Regions from separate parts of the Lactuca sativa genome. Here region 1 is linked to region 2. The links are chromatin contacts, called in public Hi-C maps. All regions are on one chromosome and are shown on one strand. Each heading gives the region's core, a stretch centred on a gene start, on an enhancer-like site or on the middle of the called end of the contact. The rest is flanking DNA. Distances are from core to core; before and after follow the strand shown.

Region 1 (6,839 bases), core at 2,724-5,223, 320 kb before region 2:
TCAGTACTTATAAATGATTTCTTTAGTTTTTTCTCACAAAATCTTACGTGGGATAGCCATATGGTGGCGGGATAGGTTGAGGTGGTCCTGTTATATGTTGTAGGCCAAGATACCTGGTGCGGGAAGGCTGTAATTCGTAGGCACGGAGGCTCGAGAAGAGCGGTTGGGTTAAGGCGGCATGCTGACAAACCCTGGGTATTCCAGTCCGATGACTGATTGGACCTGTTGCGTGTTGGCATTCTAGTCGGATGACTGATTGGGCCAAGGTATTCTAATCTGATGAGTGTGGGCCCGTTATGCATGATAATACGTTTGTTGTATCGGGTATTTTGGGGGAAACTCTCTAAACTTTGTGCTTACCCAGTTGTTTATGTTTTCAGGTTTTATTGTTGATTGTGGGAAGGCGAAAGCATGACTGTACACTCATCAACGATATTGAGGATTCTACGTTTCTTATATTACTCTGATTTTCGATAAATATATTTTGGAATAAACGTTTTGTCTTAATAATGGATTTATAATTAGGGAGTTTTGCATTATTAAAAAATGAAAATTTTTGGTTGTGAAAATGAGACGTTGCACATAAACATCAACAACCGCACACACTTCATCAATGATTGTCCCACGTAAGATGTCGTGAGAAAAAACCTAAATAAATCATTCATAAGTACTGAATGAGTACAAAAACAAAAATGACTTATTTTGAAACAAAAAAAATATATTAAGAACTAATTGTGTACAAAAATAGTAAGGATTAAATGTGTACAAAATGAGAAATATATTACCTTATTAAGTCGTTTTCCCAGCTAACGTGGAGTAATCGGTCATATGGACTGAATATGTACAGTTTAACAAGTTGAAGGGGTAAATATGGACGAAAAAAACTCCGTGACCAAATGTGTACAAATTGAAAAATATATTACACTTTTAAGTCATTATCCCCTGTTACAAACAAATAATAACCCTAAGCAATTATTATTTTATATATATTTTTTGTATAAATATGATTTTATATAACAAAAAAATAACATCTTTGAATTTTTTATTTTGAAAAAAAAAAGATGTAGAAAAGTAAATTTATGATGAACTCGTAGCAAAATTTTAAAATATGGACAAAAAATGTAAATTTTAAACCAAATTTGTAATAAATTTTAAACCTGGTCCAAAACTGTAATTTAGAAAATGAGATGATCTGTTGTTCGGGTAAAAATGTCAAAATGAATACAATTACCGATTTTTGAGACTTAATTGAATAAAAAAATCATATAAATATTAAATCAATTATGAGGTCAAAACATAAAAGAATCTTTATGGACTTCTCCCTATTCTAAATATATGTACAATGAAGGTATTTTTGTTTTTTAATAAAAAGAAAAAATATTTTTGTTTTTTAATAAAAAGAAAAAATATTTTTGTTTTTTAATAAAAAGAAAAAATAGAAGATGGAATTGAATTCCATCGACCCTCCCATAGCAATGATGAAATCCATTAACACGGAGTTTGAAATTTAATTTTGTCCATTTGGCAACCTACGGAAGGAATGTAATCTCAAATTCCAAATCTGTCGGATTCCATACAGAATTGAATTCAGTAACAAAATTACATATTTTTAAATATTTATATATAATGATAGTATCTTTTTGGTGTTTTAATGATAGAACAAAATTCCGTCCATCCCATAAGAATAATTAATCCATCAAAAACAAAATTTAACTCTATCTATTTGGCAACATATGGAATGGAATCTCAGATTCCAATTTAGTCAGATTCCATCAGAATCCACGAACAAAACACATCTTTAATTGTTGTATTTCATTTCAATCAGTACAGATCTTAGTTCACCAAACCAATAACAAATTTAAAAAAAAAAAAAAAAAAAAAGCAGAAAATGATGTATTATTATTATACATCTGCAAACAATAATAGATCATCCAACAAGATAGTGGTTCCTATGTGTATATTAACACCTCAAAATTCATCCTCTTACACAACAAAACAACAAACCACAAAAAAAAAAAAATCCATCACTCATCTCCCACTATTTTCTCACTCCCTTCTTTCTCCTCCACATCACCTGCCACGTGGCTGATAATCTCACCAGGTACTACTTTTTCATTATTTTCTTCAATCAATTTAACATCTGCACTTACTGTTCTTGAAGGTCCCAAAACAGGGGACATGGTTGTTTCAGAAGAAACTCCTGAATTCTTTGGTTTATTCAAGGCATGACAATGGGGACAATAGTAAGTAATAAAAGGGAATTCCTCCTTTCTCACAAGTCCTGTTAACATATACACAACTCAATATTACATTTTGAATATTAATTCATTAATATTAAGATGGGGATTTTCATTTACTCACCATTATGCATATGACAATTCCCGCATATAAGTGCATATGATTGAGTTGGGTCTTCTCCCACAAGCATTGCAGCAATTCGAGCAATCCAACCACCATCTTGACCACCTAAAGTTGCAGGATCGTGATGATCAACAACAAGATCACCATGTGAAGATCTCTCAGAAACCCCATCTCCAATTTCTGTTTCTGATTGCTGATTTACTGTATTGCTTCCTTGAGATTTAAGGTTTGATTGATTTCGTTTCCTGAGACCAGTAGTTTGATGTACCTCAACCTCGTTGTTCTTCTTTGTGGCATACGGATTTGGTTGTGATTCGTCTCCAAGAAACATTTTCAGGCCTGAATCTGCACCCAGTTTTGATGCAAGAACAGATGCAGCTGCTGCTTTTGCTGCTGGATCAGGATCATATTTCTGCAACACGGGTTGAAATTTGAAGATGAGAAACAAGAACATGTTTCTATAGGAGGAGAGGTAGAAGAAGATGTGTACAGTGTAGTACCTGAATGAGTTGTTGAGTAATGTAGTAATTAGTCCTTTCTTTAAGTTCATCGATTTTTGCTTGCCTTTCAGCTCGAAGCCTCTCTAATGCTTTCTGATCCCTTCGATCACCTGTAAATCAAGGGAGAAGATAAGACTTTGGGGTTTGTAGGGATGGATGACAAGTATGTAGACTTTACCAAATCTAGTGAAGCTCAAAAGTCCATAATGCAGAGCGAATGATATAGCAGGAAGAAGAAACATCGGTAAGACTCGCAATGATCTCGTTCTCCAGTCCATGTTTACTGTTCTTGTTGTCATGATAGCATAACCAATTGCAACAAACTGTGCCAGAACAAATAGAATTTCAATTTCGACAGATAACTCTTAGATTATGGCAATCGAGCAAGAGATCAGGCATCGATACAAGCTAGGGTTTATGGTAATGAGTAAAGGAATTACCTCAAGGATAACAGAGAAGATGATTATGTTCCTGGCTGTTCGCCTCCATCTCAGAGCTCGCCTCTTCATTCGCGAAAGAAGCGTAGCCTCTTCTTTAGATATATACTGCAGTCTCTTCTCAAAATCATCGCTTCGTGACCTAAACACTGTATTCCAAATTCGAGAGAGAATTCCGGTCTTCTTCTTGCTCTTGCTCTTATTCTTATCATCGGTCTTCTCTCCAACCACTTCCTTCACCTCTTTCTCGTCGGCCATTAGGGTTTATCCAGACAAATCGGAACTAAAACAAAACGAAAATGGCAAGAACAGATCCAGATCAGAATATCAAACAGCTACACTTGCTCAAACATAGAAACTCTAAACAAGTTTATCACATCGAGAGAGACAATCGCGTTGGATCGCGTACCTGGAAATCGAAGAAATGTAAAATATTTTGGGTATTGAATGGTTCGAAACTAATCAGTGGTTTTTGGTCGATCGATAGGCAATCGAAGTAATGGATTAGCCGATTGTGAATCAAAAACCATAAAGAATTAAGAAAAGGGAAGATCGTGAGAGAGAGAAAGGGGGGAGTGATGATGCCCTACGAATGAGGTTATTCTATTATTCAAAGTAGTAGGGTTTGGCTGGAAAGGGTCTGGATGACGCTTCACAACCTGGGAGCAGCAAACACGTATCGCACGCCGTCGTCGACACACTCCCGACGGTTTGATAATATAATAGCGACGGTCAGTTTTTTTCTTGAAAATTTATTCATTATGTAATTTGGTTAATTAAATATAAGATAAAAATAAATTTCTAAAAATGAAAAAGGCCATTCCCAAAATTAAACATTTAAGACCACAAAACCAAAAAAAATAGTTCATTTAACTAATAAATTGTAAAACCAAAAAATCCCCAAAACATGAGAAAATAAATATGTAAAAACGAAAATGTGGAACTTTTAATTAATAAAGAAAGAAACAAATAAATTAAAAAGGTAATAAAAATATAGTAACTAGTTGAACTAGCCACTAGGGATGAGCATATGGACCGGGAAACCGACCGGAATCGGTACCGGAACCGGAACCCGATGGAACCGGTCGGGCCGGGACCGGGACGTTATTTTTATGGATTTTTGGAACTGGAAACCGGTAGGAACCGGAACCGATATAACCGAAACCAGTAGAACCGGCAAAAACCGGAACCGTATGATGCTATTTTTCGAGGACCGGTTCCAACATTTGAAGACACGACAAGAACCGGTAGGAACTCGGAACTGGTAGAACCGTCAGGCCAGTTCGGTTCTTGATTTTGGCCGAAGCCGGTTCCCGGTTCCGGGCCGGTTCGGTCCTTTTGCTCATCCCTACTAGCCACCAAACAGTCTATCGGTCCCTATAGCAAATCGGACCCAATCTTTATCCCTATAAATTGGCATTGTTGTGATTAGGGATGAAAGTGGGTCCAAACCCGGACCCGATGGACCCGGACCCGGAAAACCCGAAACCGGTTAATGAGATTTTATAGAACCGGAAACCGGACCGGTATATAGGAACCGGTTCCGGGTAAAGTGGGTCTAGAACTGGAAAACCCGGAAACATCAAAGTGGGTAGGTTGGAACCAGATAAAGTGGGTTTAGACCCGGAAAACCCGAAAAAACCGGAATTTTTGGTAATTACTTACAACTTAGTGGGTTGAACTTTGAAAATTTTCATATTGATATCCCCACTTTGGGGGGCTGTAACTTATTGAATACGAAACCACAATTAACAAAATTAGAGTCTAAAATCATGTATAAACTCTAAAATACACTCTGGAAAAACCCGCATGTCAATCCGAATTTAAACGAATGAGATATACTTGTGTTAATATTTTCACATAATACAAAGTACAAAAACAAATAGCTGAAAAGTTGAAAATTTTCAGTTTTGATATCCCGACTTCGGAGGACTGTAAATCATTGAATGTTAAACCAAAAATGACAAAATTATAGTCTAAACTCATGTACAAACTGTAAACTAGAAGTTGGAAAAAACCACATGTCAATTCGACTTCAAACGAATTAGATATGCATGCTTTAAAACTTTCACTGAATACAAAAAAACTAAAAAACTAAAAACTTTCAGCTTTGGTATCTCAACTTTTGAGGACTGTAAGTCAATGAATATAAAACTAAAAATGAAAAATTTATAGTCTAGAATCATGTACAAACTCTAAACTATATGTTGGAAAAAACCGTATGTCAATTGGAGTTGAAACGAATAAGATATCCATCTTGTAAACGTTTCACAAAAAGTGGTTCCGACCCTAAAAGTGGTTCCGGTTCCAAAAACCGGTTCCGAATTTTAGACCCGGTTTACCCAGACCCAATGGACCCAAACCCGGATTACTCGGAACCCGGATAAAGCCAATTTTTAAACCCGGAACCGGACCCGGTTCTAACGGGTCCGGTTTCGGTTCCGGTTCTGGTTTTCCGGTTCTAAATCTCATCCCTAGTTGTGATCGATATGATTGTGAGATTGTCCATGGAACATTTTCGAGTATTCTTTCCACAAGTAAAACACTTCCATAAATTAAATGATACATAATGCAGGAAAAAATATTATTTCATGAAAAAACAAATGAAAAGTATAAACAACATAACAAAATAAGAATAAAATAATAATAAACTTACCGTGGAATTCAACCAACCACACAGATGATCTCATAAATCATATCTTTATACACTAAGAGAGAGTCTATGTTTTATACAAATTGATTGATCATGTGAGAATACAAGTCTCAGGAAGGTCTCATTAGTGTAGAGATGTATTGGTCTAGTAGTTATATGATTTAGCAAAATTTTCAACATTTTTTTTGGGTATTTAAGTTGGCAAATATCATCCTCCATGAAACCAATTATTTTCTAATTTTTAAATCCCCTCAACAACGTTTTCATTGGGCTTGATTGATTTTTAAAATTATATGAGACAGACGTGTCATATGTATAAGACGACAAGTGACGAGAGCTATGTGAAGACGATGCACTTGTGGATGAAGAATCATCACTCTTATATTTGTCGATTTAGTGCTTGTTTACCAGAATCGGGATGTTGTTAACCTCTTCATTCCTATTGGGGTGGAGGTTGCTGTCAGGGTGGAGAAGGTATCGAGATGCCCTCCAAAAACTGAGTACGTTGTATATTCAACTTTGAGCTCCTCCGACGTAGGTATCATATTCCATGGGACATTTTTTTTTAAATTAGAATAGAGCGAAGAGAATATATATATATATATATATATATATATATATATATATATATATATATATATATCATATCATATCATATCATACTATATTATAAAGGAAACATTTTTTCTTTCACCACATTCATTTGAAACTCCTATGACTTTTTAATTTCTTTCTAATAATAATTATAAGTTGGTTAATAAGGTTAAATAAATATCAAAACTTAAAGTGTAATCATATATAAACTAAAATTTAATATTAAAAGAATATCTTTACTTCTACGTTATGTTTTTTAACTTTTAACATATTATAAATAATTTATTAGTTTCA
Region 2 (6,380 bases), core at 1,719-4,218:
CTGGAGAAAACGATTTTTCTACGACTTCGATAACGATAAACTAGAACGCACACACTCAATTTTTCTCGATAAGAGGAACATAATCTTCAACCATATTTCCTCTTTGAAAGTAAGGGATTTTTCTTGAAACGGTTGATTGCTACTATTTAAAAGAACTATTCTCGGACACAACTCGCTTTTACAAATCACACTACTTTTCAAAATCACTCCTTATAAGGATGAACAAAAGTAATGACATGCACACATACATCCATGATTTTCAAGGCAAGACTTCAAATGATTTTATAGAAAATATATGATTTTCTGAAAGTACAACGAGAACGATTCTAAACAAGTGTAAACGATTTTATACAAAAATACTTATGAACTCACCAACTTTTTAGTTGACGCTTTTCAAAACGACTTGTATTCTCAGGGATCTAGTAAGCAGAAAACAAGGGACGCTGATGCAAGACCATTTAGCTGTAGTTTGGATCCTTTTTTACTTATGTATCTTTTGTGTAACTCGAAGAACAAATACAATATGTAAACAATGTAAGTTGGTTATCTCAATGTATGATGTTTGGATTGCTCTGTTTCATTTATATTCAATTGTTATGATACTGCACAATGAAGTCTACCGCCTCCGGACGTTTCCACTGTCTGGTCCGGGGGTGTGATAATTATCATCTTGTACATAGAATGATTCAGGAATTAGTGAAACATATTAAACATAATTCTAATTATAATTATCCAAGTTAGTAAAAAACTTACCTCCCTCAACTTGGCTCGACGACACATTCATACTTCCATTGGCTCCACTGTTTCCAACACCATTCTTGTTACTATTGTTGCCTAAGTTCACATAACAATCACACTTGCAATCCCCACCCTGTTGCACCTCCAACAAACCAGTTCCTTTTTTCTTTTTGTTGGAGTTATTTGGGACATGTTCATGCTTACGTTTGCCATGTCCTTTATGGTTCGGGATCTTGGCTTTTTTTCAACCATATGAATAGAGGGTTGTCCAGATTCAACTTTCCCTTTGGTTTTATCAGATTTGTCAATTTCCTTCATATGAAGAGATTCTTCAATACGAATATGACTAGCAAGTTGAACCAATGACAACTCCTCATTTTGATGTTTTAGGTTATGTTTTAAATCCTTCAAAGATGGTGGAAGTTTATCAATTACACTTGACACAACAATGGATTCATCCATATTCATGTTATGCAGTTTAAATTGATCATAAATACCAAAGAATTCATTGAATTGTTCAGTGACAGACCTTGAATCGACTATCTTAAAGTTATTAAAGTTAGTGATGTATTTCAATTCAAGGGTGTCCCACAAATCCTTAATAGTTAAAGCTCACCATGTATATCAAATAGAGCATCAGACATACCGTTCAAGATGTGACCTTTGCAGATGTAGTCATCGTTGTCCCACTTTTGCCTCTTCATGGTCTCTTCAAGTGTCTCATCAATACCTTCCTTCGGTTCAGGTGGTCTTGGAGTAGTCAACACATATGCTGCCTTAAGAGTGGTCAGCATGAAGTGCATCTTCTTTTTCCAACCCTTGAAATCAACGCCTCCAAACTTCTCTAGTTTTGTGAACTTCGTGGTCATCTCGCGGATTGATTCACCCATCTCCAAAAACAAATTATATCAATTCGATTGTTAGAAAATTGGGTAGGGTTTTATTGGAGATTTGGATATCCCTTGGATCGTGTAAACACTTTCCGAATTGATATTTCTACCCTATACCCGGGTTACAAGAAACTCGACCTAGGATAATCCCAATGGGACACTTACGAATCTAGGCAAAGAAAACGTAAGCCAAATTGCTAGAAGATTTTGAGTTCATATGAAGAAAACAAGAGCTAAAAATGTCGTCCTTTCTCCTCAAGAGGAGAGTCGTTTATATAAGAAAACGATAAGTATGGTTTTGTTTTACGGTTGACCATCATGGGTTGTTTTGGAAATAAGTCAAAGGAATCCGAAATTAATGAAGAAATCAATGGTTTCCAAAATTGACGATCTTAGTCAGTTTTACTGTAATCACCCTCAATAATTTAGTTTTATAATAATCACCCAAAAAAATTCACTCGGGGTAAGCATATTAGCATATGCAGTTTTGAATCTTATTCATCACTATACATGTACTTCTAACATGAGATCAATGATATCAACATAGCATGTATATTTGTACCAATGTACAATATAAAAGCATATATCCTTAAACCTATAAAAACTTTAAGCCTACACGCAAAATGCTTATATTGCATTTACTAGATAACAACGATTTATTATCGGGTTGCTGTTAGAAAGTTTGGTAAGAGTTCCCATGAGTTTGTTAGTTTCTTTATGGTCTCCTTTTGACTTTCAAAAGGCACATGGTTACGCAAGTTATCTCATTTTATATCATTTATACCATAAACTTATTATATGATGGAATAATATGTTTAAAGTTTCGGATGTCACATTGACCTCATAAGCAAATAATCATTTATATATAGTTATATACTACTACTTATCAAATACACATACAATTCATTGTATTTCATTAATAACTCATTGTACATCGTACCCATTTCAAAATTTATTAGACTAAAACTTTTCACACGTTATTTGTCACATCTTTCTTGTTTGACCTTCAAAATACTTTGCCCATTTAATTCGTTTTAACTAAAATTTTCTCCTTTTTAATTTGTGGGTACCCTTTTCATCCACTAGAATTTCATTTAAATTATTGAAAAAATAAAAAAATGGAAACAATATATAATAAAAAGTGATTGATTAGATATCGAGCAACATTTAATGGGGTTTAGGTATTTCATTATTATAAATAGAAGAGATAGCATAGATCAAGAAAACCAAAATAATAATAATAAAATACTACAAAAAATAGAGAGTATTTAAAGAGGGTAACCTCTAGCTCGTGAAGCAGCAGGCAAGAAGGGGAAATAATTAAATTACAAAAAAAAAAAAAAAAAACAAAAAAAAAAATCTGAAAATAATATAAAAAATCCATCATCTCCTTCTCTTCTCTTTCCTCTCTCTCTGTGAAACCCTTCTCTTTCTTTCTCTCTCTATCTTCAACCATTTCACATTCATTCTTTGCTTCCCCTTTAAATCACGAGATCCCCATCTTTTTCTTTCTTTTTCTTTCCTTCTTGTGTTCTATGTTTCTCTGTGTTGTAATTCGTCGGTGGTTGTATTTTAGTTTCAACCACAGCCATTGGTAACATCAGTAGAAAAGATTGTGTGGGGAGAGAGAAAGTTTGAAGCTTTATCTCTCTGTTGGTGAAGGGTATTTTTTTTCTGAAGTTTTTCGGGAATGTCGCATTCACGGAAGCCGGATTCGGGGTTAGGGTTTGATACACTCTCCGATCGCCTCCGGAAGACGGTCACTTGCGGCGGCGATAACACCAATAAACCAGACTTCCGAGAACTTGATTTGGGTTCGCCCATTTCGCCTTTACGAGATGGGCCAGCGGTTAGTAGCAGCTCTAGCTCATCCGGATCGGTTTCGGGTCGGACTGGAAATGGACTCCAGGTTGGTTCCGGTACTAGAAAGTCAGACTCCAGTGGGACTCCCAATAACCATTCCGGTGAGTTGTCGGTCGACAGTTCACCGACATTTTCCGTTGGTGGGGCTAGAGGTGTTAAATCGGGTCACACTCGGTCGGAATCCGGTAGCGTCAGCGGCGGCCACCCATCAATTTTTACCGGTGGAAGTTCCGCTACATCTCCGCCTGTCAATGTACTTCCTACAGGAAATATATGCCCTTCCGGGAGGGTTCTCAAAACGGGGATGATGACAAGTCGAACCTCTAAACCCGATGTGTTAAGTCTAGGCACCGGTAATTACGGCCATGGCAGCATAATGCGGGGAGGTTTGGGTTCCGGTTCCGGTTCCAGTTCCAGTCCCACCATCAAATCCACCGTCTCCGGCGGTAAACCAGAAACCCCTGTTTCCGGCGTTTCAAATTCACCCTTTTCAAAGAGATCATCAATGGATCCGGAAGATTTGAAAAGACTAGGAAACGAAGAGTACAAAAAGGGTCACTTTTTAGAGGCATTGAGTTTCTACGAGCGAGCAATTGCTCAATCGCCGGCGAATGCAGCCTATCACTGCAACCGAGCAGCCGCATTGATGTGTCTGAAAAGGTTGACCGAAGCAGTCAAAGAATGCGACGAAGCCATTAAATTGGATTCTGGATATGTGAGAGCTCACCATCGCTTAGGATCTCTTCTTATTAGGTGAGTTCAATAAAAGTTCAAATCTTTTCCTCTTTTTCACTATACCCTTTTCAACAAATCTTGAAATTTCACCCAAACCCATTTCTCAGATCTAATTCATCTCGTTGACATTTGATTTTACGAACTATGTTCCAAATTCCAATCATCATTTCCCATTCTTGTGTTTTACTTCTTCATTTACCCATAATCATGACTCATCATTTTTCATTAGGTTATTCATCTAATCTCATGTAACCAATGGCAGTTTAGGACAGGTTGAAAATGCAAGGGCACACCTTTATTTTCCCGGGTACCAACCCGACCCGAAAGAGCTCCAAAAATTACAACTTGTGGAAAAACACTTGAGCAAATGCACCGACTGTAGAAGAGTCCGGGACTGGGTTGGTGTGTTACGTGAAAGTGACGCTGCAATCTCATCTGGAGCAGACACGTGTCCTCAGGTAAACAGTTGATTATCGAATCATTATCATTATTATAATGAAAAATTAAGAAACTGAATATGTTGTTATCAAACCTTTTAGCTATTTGCGTGCAAAGCTGAAGCACTATTGAAGCTTCGTCAATTAGATAATGCAGAAGCAACCATTTTAAACATGCCTAAATTCGAAGCATCTAATAGCGCTTCATGTTCACAAGCAAAGTTTTTTGGAATGCTTTCAGAAGCATATCTCTTTTTTGTTCGTGCTCAAATCGACATGTCTTTTGGAAGGTGAGTTTTTCTTTTTGTTTTTCTTTTTGTGTTTGCATCAATCGTTTTAGTATTTACTTTTACTGTTTGTTCTTTATATATCTAGTATTCAAACGATTTCCCACATGGGAGATGATTCAAAATGACATTTTTTTTGTTTTTTTTCATAAAGATTTGAGAATGCGGTTACTTCTATTGAGAAATCAGGACAAATTGATCCAAGAAACGTTGAGATTGCTGTTTTGCTTCAAAATATAAGGTCATTATCAAGAGCAAGAACACGTGGGAATGATCTTTTTAAGTCAGAAAGATTCACAGAAGCTTGTTCAGCTTATGGTGAAGGGCTTAGATTTGATCCTTCAAATCCAATTCTTTACTGTAATCGAGCAGCATGTTGGTTTAAACTCGGGTTGTTTGAAAGATCTCTTGATGATTGCAATCAAGCACTTCTCATTCATCCAAATTACACAAAAGCCCTTCTTCGAAGAGCTGCTACATATAGCAAGGTATATATAGTGATTCTTGTTTTTACTCTTTATAATAAAGATAGTGAAATTGGAAGTAAAGAAGGGGAGCATTCAAAGTCATTTATGTTGCCTGATATACCCTTCCTACAACAATATAATCTCAACTTTCCTTTTTGTTGAACTCAAGCCATGTTCACAAGCCTCTTAACTATGAGTTACATATTAACAAACCAATTTCTATATATAGAAAGGAAAAAAATCATACTTACATTCTTTTATCGATAATAGCAATATGTTTAACTTTTACTTATAATAACAAGTAACACTGAAACAGCATTCTTACAGTTTTACATTTTGCTACCAATATAGACATTGTACATTATTTGTTACATATTGTCATTTTGCTAAAGAAACAAAAGGGTATTTGCTTTTTTGATCAAAATTTTGAAATATGTTTTCTTTTTCTAAATTGCAGCTTGAAAGGTGGAGCGAATCAGTGAGAGATTATGAAGTTTTGAGAAGAGAGCTTCCAAATAATAATGATATAGCAGAATCTTTATTTCATGCCCAAGTGGCATTAAAAAAGTCACTTGGGGAAGAAGTTTATAATATGAAATTTGGTGGTGAAGTTGAATTAATAACCGGTCTTGAACAGTTCAAAGCTGCAATTGCTTCAACTGGTTTGTTTGTTCTTTATTTTTCCCAAAACGCCCTTCGTTTCTTGCTAAAGTTTTTAACTTTTTGTAAAATTTGAAATGCAGGAGCATCTGTTGTTCTTTTTAGAACAACATCTGATCTTCAATGCAAGCAAATATCTCCTTTTCTTGATACATTATGTGCCAAATATCCTTCTATAAATTTTCTCAAGGTACAACAATTGTTACTATCTTTATACGTTTCTTGTACTATATTCAAACACCCAAAAGGGAAAAAATCATGGGTTTATAAAAAAGTTTTGATTTTTATAATAGGGAAAAAAGC

The links. A called contact is a pair of places that touch in the nucleus more often than the background predicts.
Region 1: a Hi-C map of leaf shows a contact between it and region 2, with 5 times the contacts expected there. The contact joins the promoter of LOC111913697 here to the promoter of LOC111913707 in region 2. A contact is called at or near these places in 2 of 4 Hi-C or Micro-C datasets (both in leaf).

The regions. Positions count from the first base shown.
Region 1 is chr7:185,858,187-185,865,025 of Lsat_Salinas_v11, reverse strand. LOC111913697 reads right to left here and starts at 3,973. Exons shown (of 6, transcript XM_023909415.3): 1 at 3,708-3,973; 2 at 3,302-3,581; 3 at 3,040-3,184; 4 at 2,862-2,971; 5 at 2,362-2,773; 6 at 1,881-2,281. The coding sequence starts at 3,556. The coding sequence ends at 2,025.
Region 2 is chr7:185,532,798-185,539,177 of Lsat_Salinas_v11, reverse strand. LOC111913707 (TPR repeat-containing thioredoxin TTL1) reads left to right here and starts at 2,968. Exons shown (of 7, transcript XM_023909419.3): 1 at 2,968-4,244; 2 at 4,489-4,684; 3 at 4,766-4,953; 4 at 5,105-5,438; 5 at 5,875-6,079; 6 at 6,161-6,267. The coding sequence starts at 3,319. LOC111915148 (small nucleolar RNA snoR104) reads left to right here and starts at 5,502; the gene lies at 5,502-5,621.